2 separate regions of the Mus musculus genome follow, and region 1 is linked to region 2. A link is a contact called in public HiChIP or PLAC-seq data. All regions are on one chromosome and are shown on one strand. The core of a region is the stretch at or near the end of the contact, and the rest is flanking DNA. Distances in the headings are between cores, read along the strand shown. Region 1 has its middle 8.1 kb from the start of Gm36617. Region 2 overlaps Mtss1 (MTSS I-BAR domain containing 1).

What was found. HiChIP or PLAC-seq counts read pairs in DNA pulled down with a chosen protein or histone mark.
Region 1: a contact with region 2 is called in a FOXA1 HiChIP or PLAC-seq map of pancreatic cancer cells. The contact joins two enhancer-like sites. A contact is called at or near these places in 1 of 15 datasets of contacts at CTCF or cohesin (the NIH/3T3 cell line) and 2 of 115 datasets of contacts at active chromatin or transcription factors (bone marrow-derived macrophages and pancreatic cancer cells).

What each region holds. Positions count from the first base shown.
Region 1 is chr15:59,234,952-59,241,316 of GRCm38.p6, reverse strand. It overlaps the pseudogene Gm7691. Among named protein-coding and RNA genes, the nearest start is that of Gm36617, 8.1 kb to the left of the region's middle. Within about 2 kb of position 3,331, at least 34 of the 459 cell types and tissues checked have an H3K27ac peak or open chromatin away from gene starts, as enhancers often do. A contact at or near this core is called in the NIH/3T3 cell line and pancreatic cancer cells, where this site is marked.
Region 2 is chr15:59,002,126-59,008,541 of GRCm38.p6, reverse strand. The region is part of intron 3 of Mtss1 (MTSS I-BAR domain containing 1); the gene reads left to right. Among named protein-coding and RNA genes, the nearest start is that of Gm41330, 11 kb to the right of the region's middle. Within about 2 kb of position 4,666, at least 181 of the 459 cell types and tissues checked have an H3K27ac peak or open chromatin away from gene starts, as enhancers often do. A contact at or near this core is called in the NIH/3T3 cell line and pancreatic cancer cells, where this site is marked.

The DNA.
Region 1 (6,365 bases), core at 2,082-4,581, 230 kb before region 2:
GATTAAATGCATATGTGAGTTACTATTTTAAATCAAGAGAAATGCAAATAAGTAGATAATGAAGTAGACATGTTTCTGTACTTATGTGTTGCTCTGCTAAAGTTGTATTTTTAATATTATAGTCACCTCCATCCCTCCCCCTAACTCCTTCTCACCACTGACCCAACCTCTCCCAACATCATATCCTTTCTTTTTGTAAATATTCCTCTACAATTTGTGCTGCCCATAGATGCATGAGTTCTGTGCTATCTGGGGATCATGGATGACATGTCAGAGGCCACAACCCTGAAGAAAATGGACTCTGGCTCTCCCAAAAGCTGTTCCCCCATCAGTAGCTATTCCATTAGGGGAAGGTACTCTTGGGCCCCTCTACAATCCTGCTGTAATGCTGACTGGCTTGATCTTGCATAGGCAAGCACAGCTGTTGGGCGTTCTTGAGTGCAGGGGTTGTGTTGAGTGCAGGTCCTGTGTTGTCCCGAAGACATCATTTGTGCTCCAGCCCACCTTCAACATCTGCAGACAAATTAATCTCTGTGCATGTGTGTATCTGTGCACATGTACATTTGCATGTGCATATAGACATCTGAAATTAGTCTCTAGTGTCATTCTTCTGGTCACATCTACCCCAATTTCCATTTTGTTTTATTTTTTGAGACAAAGCCTCTTAATCTGGCCCAAACTTCATCGATGAGGCTAGGCTGGCTTGTCAGCATGCTTCAGGGAGCCATTGGGACAGGCTACCTAGTTTTACACGTTTGTTCTCAATGGAATGAAACATCACTTTTTTTTAACTTACAATATTAAACCTGTCTAGAAAGTAAGTTCCCTCCTTATTTCCTATGGACCACAGAATGTGTATAGACTATTGGACAGTCGAGGTAAGTGAAAAAAGAGACTTGTTTGCCTGGGTTTCACCGTTTCTTTCCGTGGGTGCTTCTGTTGTTCCACAGAGTCCGAAAACACCACCCCTTCTCGAACTTAAGTTAATGGTCCGCACTTTCCCTTCCATTTTCCCTGCATCCAGATAAGTCCTGGAGAAACATGAGGATGTGCTCAGCTCTGTTTCATCATCCATTTTACAGAAATGAGATATATCACTCGGGCTCTGCACAGCTAGCTTTTCTCAAGGGTACCTCACAGAAACCCTGCATCTCAACCACCATGGCCCCTGCTTAAGCCTTTAAGTAGCTACAAGCACAGTATAGTGGGTGCCAAACTTGGGCCACCCACGGTCATACCATGGGGCCACTACCATTTTTGTCACTACAGCCACTCGTGACAGAAAATCACAGCACTGGATATATTTATAGCATTAGCTGCTATGTTTGTGCTTCTTCAACTTGAAATTAATTTCCTTTTTCAAAGATCTAAAAACATTTGTGATTCAAGAAAAGTTATGTGATCTGGTATTGCTGTCAAATGAACATAAATTGTGTGGAAAAGTTGATTACAACACCCGAACAGTGTTTTTGATGAAATAGAGCCAATAAGAAGAATTGATGTCGACTGAATAACTCATGAATTATGCATGTGTTATTGTTGATGGCAGCATCAGTGGCCTGTCAGCAGAATATCTGAACATTTGCTGTATTGATTAGACCAGGACACCCTACTTTGCGTACATAAAAAAATCTATGCACTACTGTGCATCCTTCATTGTTCTGTTGAAGCCTGTCAAGGACCATACGCTAGGCACTTGTTTAATATGCATGGTAAATGGACAAATGTTTGGGAAGAGCTTATCTACTTTGTGTCCCAGATACAATTGTCTGCTGCTTTAGTTTCATTCATTACAGTCTCCACAAACCAGTCAGTGTACTGACTCCATTCACTCTGCAAACATTCCTCATCTCAGGAGTGCTATGGCGGTTCTGGTTAATATGACCGGTGTATTGAGAAAATGTTTGGTTCGGTGGAGAACACAGACAGACACATGGGGAAATAATTCAAACAATGTCAACATTGGGTGCACATGCAGTGGGTAAACACCGCAGTCTGGGGAGGCTCGGCCATCTTCATGGAGGGGAGGTGACATGCTGGCAGGAGAGTTGACACTTGGTCCCAATTTAATAATATACATGTGTACAATGCATAATTATATGGAGCGTATTATACTACAGTCCACAAAATATAATCTATAGAAGGTGTAGTTGTACAACTCTACTTAAATGTACAGTGCCCCATATATATATATATTACATATATAACATGTAAAATCAGAATAAAGAATAATTTTGAAACATGTAAAACAAAAGCATTTACTCTCAGATTCTTTTTTTTTAATTTTATCTGCATTTATTTTATGCTGAATTTATTCCCGGGCCATGAGTTTTTGTTTCTTCAGTTTCTTCTGGGATATCTTTTTCTTCTGTGCAGCCTCCTCTTCTGGCTTTGGAATGATCTGTTCCTTCTCAGTGAGGATCATCTCAATGTGGCAGGGGGAGCTCATGTATGGGTTAATCCGGCCATGAGCTCTGTAGGTTCGTCGGCACATCTTAGGTGCCTTGTTCACCTGGATGTGTTCAATGACTCTCGGCATTTTTAAGCACGTGCAGCAGAAATTCAGCACTCTTTTTTGGCCACCGACCCTGTGTCCAGCCCCACTGTTTGGCCTGGGCACACCTACCGACCCCACCATTATACCGCCGGAATGGCACACATTGCTTCTTTAAAGTGACATCCTTCAGATACTTGGTGGCTTTACGGATATGCATACCCTTGATGGCCTGGGCAGTTTCCCGGGTGTTCTTAAAGTGAACGAGAAGGTTTGACCCTCTTGATTTGCATGATTTTGTGGGGTTTTCTGGGTCAAAAGAGTAGCAAACCATCTTGGCAGGTGACCTCTGGCCGCTTCAGATTCTTTTTAAAAAATGATTTGTTTACCTGTATTTTTCATCTTGTGTGCATTGGTGTTTTGCCTGCACATATGTCTGTATGATGTCCAATCCCCTGGAACTGGAGTCACAGTTGTAAGCTGCCCTGTGGATGCTGGAAATTGAATCCAGGTCCTCTGGAAAAGCAGCCAGTGCTCTTAACCACTGAGCCATCTCTCCAGCCCCCATCCTCAGATTCCTATCTGTCCATGAGACCTTTGCAAAAGGATAGGAAAGGGTGCAGGAGGGAAGGGAGAGAGATCAAGCTATGTTTTGAGTCCAGTTGACTGAGAAAGGAAGCAAGCCAAGCATCTTGGAAGGGAAACAAAGGTCCAGTAGCTTAAGGCTCCCTGGAAGTGGACATGCTGGTTTTGGTAAAGCCCAGGCATGTCACGAGGGGAGGGAGCCCAGTGTCTAAGCTAACATCTTACAGATGATGATGGAGCAACCAGCTGGGGTATTTGCTTTAGTTTGTTAGCTTGGCTGAGGGGATGAGTCACTCCCAACCACAGCATCAGGCTGTGGGGACCTGTTATCACATCAGCCCTCTGCTTTGCCAGGGAAAGCTCAACCGGACCACCCCAGTGCTGGTTCCAGGATGCTGCCAGCTCACGTAGGAAAGTGCTTTGTTTGCCTGAGGGTGTTTTCCTGACCCTGCTATGTCAGTTTAGAAAATTCCCTGAAGCTGTCATGTTGCCCACAGTACCTATAGCTCTCACACCCCCGCTGTTCCATGACCTCACCTCCAAGATGGTATCTACAATTGCCAGGAAGGAACCTGCGTCTGGCAATGCCAACTAGCCACATGGAAACAGAGAGGTTGCTGACCAGTTCTTCTGAGGAGACGCCTTCTTCCAGCACCATCTTAAGAAGAATCCTTCTCCTCTAAGCATCCAAAAGGAGCCAGCTTTGAAAGTCAACAGGCCTGTCTCCTCTATCCACAAGGCCATTGGCATTGTCCAGCTTTGAGGAAAATAATGGAACTTAGCCTCATGGGGCTGGGGAGATGTCTCAGGAAAAGCACTTACTCTGCAAGCATGACAACCTGAATTTGTATCCACAGCATCCAAGCAAAAGGCCCAGCATAGCAATGTGTGACTGTAATCCCAGCACTAGGGAAGTGGAGACAGGAGAAACCCCGAGGTTTGCCGAACAACCAGATTGGAAAGCTCTAGCTTTGGTGACAGACCCTGTCTAAAAAAAGTAAAAAAGAGAACAATAGATGAGACCCCCATGTTGACTTTGGCCTCCACATGTGAACATACAGAGACATACATTTCACCACATGCACATGACACACACACACACACACACACGTTTGTTTAATAGGGAATCAAAATTGAACAATTGAACAGATGATAATAGAAACTCTGGGCTTTCCCTCAGTTGTGCTGAACAATCTACATTCTGGCTTTAATTACTTTCCTCTAAAAAAACAAAAACAAAAACAACAACAAAAAATTTCCTCTGTTTTCAGGAGCAAACTTGACACTGAAAACATCAAAGCAAATGAACAGGCATAATGTGGGGTAGAGACACAAGTGCTATCCCAAGAGCTAGTAATGGTGGGCATCCAGTTCATGCCAGTCATGATTTCATACCATGTTCCATCTCAAGTCATGATGTGTCTTTGAGTCTGTCTCCTTGAGGTTGGTGACCTAGTCTCACACTAGATGCCCACTTTATGGCCAGTCTAACACACTAGACCTTCAGAAGTACCTGCAGAGCTCAGGTGTGACTTGTTCACTTTTATAGGCACAGGACCAAGTGTGCATTGATTCACATGGATGAAACTGGAGGCTCCTTCCATATCTGAGTGACAGAGGTGTCCACACTGTCATAGTCCCATATCAGTTCATGTCATAAATAACATGGTGGCATACGTGGTTCCCCTTAGGGACTGAGACCCTTGTGCTAGAGACACTAGAACTGTTGTGTGCCACTACCATCCTGGGACTGGGTGAAGCCTCTCTTATGACAACGTAGGCTTACTTTTCCCTCGCACTATCCTACATTCTCTTCCCTCTAAACTTGTTAATCTAGAGAGTCCGTTCTCAGCGAGTTTCCACCTTAAATCATTCTTGGAATCCATCTTGTGGCAGTTGCTGCTGGGAGCAATACCCAGAAGGGTGTTGTCCTTCAAACACCACAGCCACTGGAACATGTATGGCATAAAACGCTCTGCAGAGGTAAATTAGGATGGTACCTCAGGGAGCCACAGATAAGCCTGAGAGTTGCGCAGAAAAAAAATAATGAAGAGATCATAGATTCGGCTGTTGTTGGAGAACATAATGGGTGCTTTAGAAAAGGGGAGAAAGGTGTTTAGTGGCAATTAAAGGCTAAATAGAAAAGCCAGATGGTCTCTTGCCAACAGGTAAGAACCTTTTACTCTGCATATATATATATATATATATGAGATAATATTGCATATCAATAAAGTTTTAAGAAAGAAAAAGAGAAGGGGGAAGAGAGAAGGAAAGGGAGGGAGGGAAGAAGGAAGAAAAGGAAGGAAAGAAGGAAGGAAGGAAGGATGGATTTAGTTTTGCAACCGAGTTGTCGATAAGGATCAAGATCTAACTCCAAGGAGTAGATAGATCATCTTCCAAGAAGTGTAAACTCCTTTCTCAGGGACTCATGAGGCCACTTAATCAAGTGAACAATGTTTAAGAAGTTGATCTGGTGCCTAAGCTGTCATTGCATCTGAGACCCGGAGTATAACACAGTCTTCCAGGAGGTTGGAGCTCATGAGAACAGGCAATAAACTGTCTGGCTCACTGTGGGGCCACTGAGTGCACAAGCAAACCTAGTGATAACTGTCTTAGTAGCATCCACAGGTGCTATCAGAACAGCGTATATATGGCTGCTCACGTAGCATCTACACTGGTTCTTGATTTGGGAATGGTGCGGTAAGAAATATAAGTAGGATCTTCAGAAGGGTCTGTGCACATGAATACAGGAACCTTCAAAGGCCAGAGGAATCAGATTACCTCACAGCCGGAGTTACAGCTGGTTGTGGGCTGCCCAGAGAGGGTACTAGGAAGTGAACTCAGATCCTAATCACTGACCCATCTTGTGGGGCAGTGGACCATGCCACCAGACAGAAGAACTGGAAAGTTTGTAGCAAGTTCAGAACCTCAATAAATGTCATAATTAAGAATGGTAGGAGTTCGAACTAGCTCATTACCAGGTTCCTAGCCTGGAGCATGTGACCACGACACCCTACTAGAAGGACCATGACAATTAGTCACATAGGGACAACACCTGAAGTCCTTCCCCATGTAAATAAAGCACCCCTAACATCTCAGATTAAGCCACTTGTAGGCATCTACCCCAGCCCAAAAATGTTTATAAGGTCCCTGACTACAAGGAAAAAGTACACGAGTTGTTTCTCCAAGGAGCATCTGAGGGTGTCCGTCCTATTGAGCTGTAACACTCCTGGGAAGAGGTTTCTCTCCCTAAACTTTTATCGCTGGACCTCAACCCTGCCCAACA
Region 2 (6,416 bases), core at 3,417-5,916:
TTCAATTGCAGGGAGCACAGGAAGGAGGGGGAGGGGGGAAGGGTTGCCCTGCCAAGGAGCCAGTATTTTTGTTTAACGCCTGGGCTGAGGCTTGCTAAGTTCTCTCTGCTTGTCTCCCTTCTCTTTTGTCTTCACTTTGGTCTCTCTGGGCTCCATGGCAAAACTAGAGTTCATGCCTGTTGTGATCCTGATGGGGACAGAGTGACATACATAGTTCATGCCTTTCAGACAGGAAGGGCTCCTCCTGCTCCCCCACCCTCACCCCTCAGCCTCCTTGGCTGCTGTGGGCATAAGGCTTGTTTGTATAATAAAGTATGCATTTTCACATTCCTCCGAGGAATGCCCTCCCTGTTAACATCAGTGACTCCATGAGAATTATCCACAGCATGAGTCCAGGAGGTGAAGGTGTGGCTAATGTCTCAGCAAAATGGTAAACACTGAGACCTTCAGGACAGCCCTTAAGGCTGTGGGAAAGAACTCTAAATACATGAGTTCAATATATATATAATTTCTCAACTATGCAAAATGACTTCCTGTCTATTGAATGGGCTTCATGTTTAAACACTCGGGCTGTGTACTTTCTATACATTTTAATCTAATTCTTAGGCTATTTTAACTTACTATTATTGACAAAAGAAATGGGATCTTGGGACTTGAGAGGGCTGTGGTGATTTCAATTGTATTTGTCCTATCTCAGTCCCTTGGTTCTGCTTGCTCTAATACCACTTTGCTCTCTGGTGGACAAACCTCCTGCTTCCCCAGAAGGCTTACAGGTGGGTAGGTAGGAGGAGGGTGAATTGCTTTGAATTGCTGTACAGGGGCTACCAACCAAAGTGACTGCCCCTGTCCGAGAGGTCCACTGGAGCCATAAGGGGCTGTGATTCTCTGTCCCCATCCTGGTGAGGTCTGCTTCCATGGTCGGCTGTAGCCCCTCTCAGCTTGTTTCAGTGCCTGAGCCTCCTTGGGTTATATGAAGCTGAGAGGCGTTGAATGTGAAGCCATGCTTTCTGAAAGCTCATTACATGGACAGTAGAGCCTTGAAAACAACAGGTTCTAAAAAGCCAGTTGCTTTAGTTGTGGCTGGGGCTGAGGAGCTGGTGGATCACCACCTGGAGGGAGCCTCCCTGAAGGAACTGGAGATTGGTCTTGTGGGGTGTGGTTTCGCCCAGAAAGATCACAGAGCTTGAGTCGAAAGACCCAAACTCAAGAGAAAGGTCATACATGCACTCTAGTCTACACAACTTCGGGGTGAGTGGTTGCGCCAAAGTAAACGGTTAAAGAGTCTAAGTTCGAGTAGATTGTTTAAGGCGCACAGATAACATTTGGAATCCTAGGTTTGGATTTAAACTAATCACACAACCGACGGGTGGCTTTTCTGTTGAGCTAGTAGTGAGCTGGTCTCAACTCAGCTGCTGCATGGGGGCGGGGACGGGTGGTTGGGACGGTGAGTGAGAAAGAGCTTCCGATCCAGGAGGCTGGGGCTCTGTGTGCCCTTGAGCTGCCTCCCTTCCAGCTGTGAGGCCCAAGCGAGAGTGGTGCTTCCAGCCATCACCACAGCTCCGTCCAGTAAACCAGCGTACACAGATAGACTTTAAAACCCCAACCCCAAAACAAAACAACCGCTATTCCGGGCTAAGATGGTTCAGCTGTTGAGAGCACTGGCTGCTCATGCGGAGGATTCTGGTTTCATTTCCAGCACTTACACAGTGACTAACAACCAATCATCTGTGATTCAGACTTGGGGGACCCGACACCCCCTTCTAGCCTCGGCAGGCACTGCATTCGTGCAGTGCACAGACATACATGCATGCAAAAACTACCCACAGGCACTAAATTAAAAATCTCAAGAACAGTTAAAAGTTTATATTTGCATGCGTATCAGGGCACACATTGAGATGTTCCTGTGGGCGAGGAGACCAAAAGTCAGTCTGAGGCAGTGTTCCTCAGGAACTGTGCATGTTGCTTTCCGCAGACGTTCCTCTTAGACCTGGGGTTTACCGGGTCAGCTAAGCTGACCAGCCGGGCATGCTCCTGGCGGTGCTTGATTTCAGAAGCACACACTGCCATGCCTGACTTTTTAACAGTGTGCACGCTGAGGATGGAACTTGGATTCTCATGCTTGTATGGCTCCCCGGGACAGGAAGCACCCTTTTATGTAGTTAGATGCCCAATAAATGCCAGCCAGTTGTCATTGCTTTGTTATATTGGTCTGTCTTTACATGGTTTATCATAGACACCATTAGATGTTTTCATTTTGGGGTTAAGAAACAGCAAAAGTAAATGAGTCAGTCAGTCAGTCAGTCAGTCAGTCAGTCAACCAACCATTCGGGTCAGTGGATGGCTCAGACATTAAAGGTGCTAGCCACCTAGACTGATGACCTGAGTTAAGTTGCTGAGACACACAGGAGAGAACAGACGACATCCAGATATTTTCTGACCTTCATACGAGTATGAAAGTACTCACAGGTGTGCATGCACATGTGAACAGGGCACACACACAACACATTAGGTTAGATTCCCAAGATCCAAGTGCAGGAATAGACACTAACATATATCACAGTGCACACAAAAGGAATGTAAGCAAATTGATGCTGGAGGGCATTTGACAGCCTGTGTTCCTAGAACACTTCCCAGGAGCCTGTTGACACACACTGTTACACACCCTTATTCAAGCAGGTGTTCCCGAAACCTGCCTGCTTGCGTACCCTTTAAACCTAGCGCCTTCTTAGTTACGCTCTGTGCGAGCATGTGTGTGTGTGTGCACCTCCCCTGCACCCCCTGCGTGTTTGTGTTTAAAACGTATAGTAAATACTTGAGCGTTTACCCTTTTCTTCAATTCAAATTAACCTTCCCAGTTAATTAAAATATTTTACCTCATGGGGACTGACTACTGTGCATTTTCTAAAATGACATTTCCCGTTTGTTTACACTGCAATGCTAGACTGGTAATGACTAGTGATAAAGAGAAGATGCCTGCCTTCCCTGCTTGCAGTTCCTGGTGGCCTCTGGGTCCTGCCCCCCTCCGGTGGCATGGCCGTTGACAGGAATGGGCGGTCCTCAGAGGACCCTTAGGTTATTAACTGGGCTGCATGGAAGAGCTCCATTGGCTTCACGCTTGGATGGTGGTAATGAGCTCTGTGGCCCTTGCCTGTTCTCTTAGAGCTCCGGGGAACAGAGGGGCCGGGAGCTATGAGGGAAGCAGGTGTCTGCTGATCCCGTCCCAGCCCCTTCCCAACACCCCATCTCTTGGCCATTGGGCCTGAGGGTGTGGCTCTCCACCGTGGAGGGAGATTGGGAAACAGATGCCTCTTCCATGCCTCTTCCTGTTTCAGATGTGACTTTTCTCTTTCCAAGCATATTTTTTTTTTTGATGGTTGGGGATTCCTTTGAAGCTCCACTCAGCATTATTAATTCAGTGGTAGGGTGTGGACGGCACTTGGGTGGCTCTGCTAAGCAGTTGCCTTCCTTGGTAGAAGAAAGGGCTCCTCCAGGTCCAAGGAGCAAGGCCACAACCTTTTGTCATCAACAAATCGAAATGTTCTTGGTTCTCCCTTGTATGGGTAGTGACTACCAAACATGTTTTATTAGATTTCTGCCAGGGGCTCCCCTCTCCAGCTTAAAGGACCCCATCAGTGAAGTCATGTTGTTCTGGTCTGACAAAACGTGGGGGCTACAGGACCTTATAAAGAGGGCCCTACCTATACCATTTCACTGTGTGGTTATGGGGCGCTCTACTAGTCCCCTATTCGCAGCCGGAATGTGTCTGCCTTAACTGCTGGGCTCTGGCTGCCTCTCTCATTTACCTCTGGTGAGTGCACCTACAGGAACGTGTGTTCTCAGGGTGGGTTCTCAGCCTCAGCCTCCATCATTCTTGTGTTCCCATGGCAGCTCTCACGCCTGGGTTTATAGTCTGCACGGAACCCAAGAACGGCAAGTGTGTCTTCATGCCACTTGTGGGCAAGGCAGGCCGCTAGAGACCCCCACAGAAGCATGCTGTCCTGACTGAGACTCCAGTGTGCCTTCAATCTTGTCCCTTCTAGGGTGTGGAGGGAGGTGACTGGCTGGCCACCTGTTTCCCCTTGGCAGCTGGGCCAAGGCCAAGGCTTTGCGAGCGATCCACGCCCTGCCCGCCTGCATTTCTGCAAGGGTTCACTGTTCAGATGACAGATGTCAAGCCCACCAACAGCTGCCCTCCCGGTCCCCGGTCCCCGGGGCTGGGCTTCCTTCCTCCTTCTTCTCAGGGTTCATCTCACCCCCACCCTGTTCAGCTTTCTCACTGACTCCTAGCTCCACAGGGGAAGTGACTCTGCAGGTTCTCTAAGGCCACTCACTGCTGAACTGTCCCTTGATCCCACCCATCTCCCTTTAAATTAGCACATGAGTTCACTGACAGCACTGCCTTGGCCCGACCTCTGTTTCGAAGGGGAGGACACCTCTTTGGAAGAGAATCAAATACAGCCGGCCTCAGCCCAGTGCTGCTTCTCCTCCCTAGGCAGAGGCCAGATTTCCTGGTGTTCTGACTCCCAGGATGGTTGAGACGCGAATCACTGACATGGGAGGTGAGGAGGAGGGCAGGTTGAGAATTAAGTCTGCCGTTTCCATGGATGCAGAGGAAGTCCCTGCTTAGTTCCTGTTGCACTCTTACATTCTAAATCAAACGGCCAGCCCTGAAAGGCAAAGGTGGTGTCACCCAGAGAGTCAGTGCTGTTGGCATCTGCTCAGGGCAAGTGCTGACCTTTCATTCCTTTGCAAAGATTTAAGGCTGTTGTGCAAGGTTATGGTGAGGAAAATAAACCTGTTCTCCAGCCCTGACCAAGCAGCAGGCCCTCAGGTGTCTCCTCAAGCTTGTAAAGGAACTTTAAGATGGTGTCTGTGGAGGCAAGAGAGTCAGGAGTTCAAGGCCACCCTCCCTTACATAGCACCTTTGAGGTCAGCCCCACCGAGGCTCTGCCTGGTTGGCTGCTTCTGTTTCCTCCGTGGAATCATGAGGCCACAATGCCCACAGCTAGGGGACAGCCAGGCTTGCAGGCAAAGAAAGCCTCATTTGTTACAGTTGCCAGAAAGCTCCCGTTGTGTTCTCTGTGCTTTGAAAACTTCTGTGGATAAATTCCCTCCACTAATGACTGCCATTATATTTTCCTAGTGTATAGACAATCAAAACATGGCCACGAAAGCTTGCTCAGCTGTTCAGAGTGCGAGCTGTCCTTTCAGAGGACCTGGGTTCACTTCCCCTCCCAGGTCCTCACATTGGTAGCTCGGAACCATCGACAACTGTAGTTTCATAGAATCTGATACCCTCTTCGGACCTCCTCAGAGTCTGTGTGCATGTGGTGTGCACATTTTTACCCAGGTGCATGCATGCACACTGCATACATACTCATGGGCTTTTGACAGGAGCCTGAGTTGGGTGGTAAGCTGCTTTTTTTTTTAATTGCCTTTGCATCTTGAAATGCTAGCTAAGTCTTAGAGACCATCTCTGGACTTAACTCGGATGCTTGGTGTCTGTCTCAGGCCCAAGAGGGACTCCTGAGAACGATAATCTCTTGTTTTGCTTAGCAACCCCGTTAGCAAGATGTTAGCAGCCTAATGAAATTATAAGCCAGGGCACCATAAAATAAGGTGATTCCATGGAGTAGCAGAAGAGTTGTATCAGAGACAGTAACAATGGAGGACCCTCTGCTGGCTCTCACAGTGACCAAGGATAAGGCCAAGCTGGCCTCCTTAGCCACCAGCCACTCAGCATGGCCATGGGGAGATAACCACTCTAATTAGGATAGATCAAGGCTTTTTGTCCTGGGAGAGCTGTAGGAACTGACCCATTCAGGCACATGGCTGGGCTACCTTAAGCATAACAAGATACAACTCCCCCCACCCCCATACACATGCACATTTATACACAATTTATAGCCAACTTTAGTGCCAAAGAAATCCCAAGTCTGTAGAATGCACGTGACCATGCCCATCGCTCAGTGGCCAAATGCCCAAGTGCCACCTGAAAAGTGGGTCGCACCAGCAGGCTGTGCGTGTAGTGTTCGCTGCAGAAATTTATTTTCCAGCTTTTCTCCAGTTTCCTCCTTATTCGTTTGGTTCTTTTTCTCTGACATGATGTCCTTTTGTCTTCTTAGTCACAAAATGAGCTTTACTTATGGGAGAAGGGGAGAGGAAGGAGCCGTGTGCGGAGGATGGTCATGGTCAGTAAGGGGATGGCGCACCCTGATGCACCAGGCTGTGGGGGAAGGCAGTGAGCTTCGACTCCCCATAAAAATCATAACAGAAGACACTAGGATGGAGAGCCAGAGGGCACCAAACAAGCCATTCACTAGGAATCATTAAAATCGGTTCTTTTCTCTCTGAAGTCAGAACATGAAACCAGTTCTCCAACTTCAGTGTGCATAGGAGTTTCATGAGATTTTGTC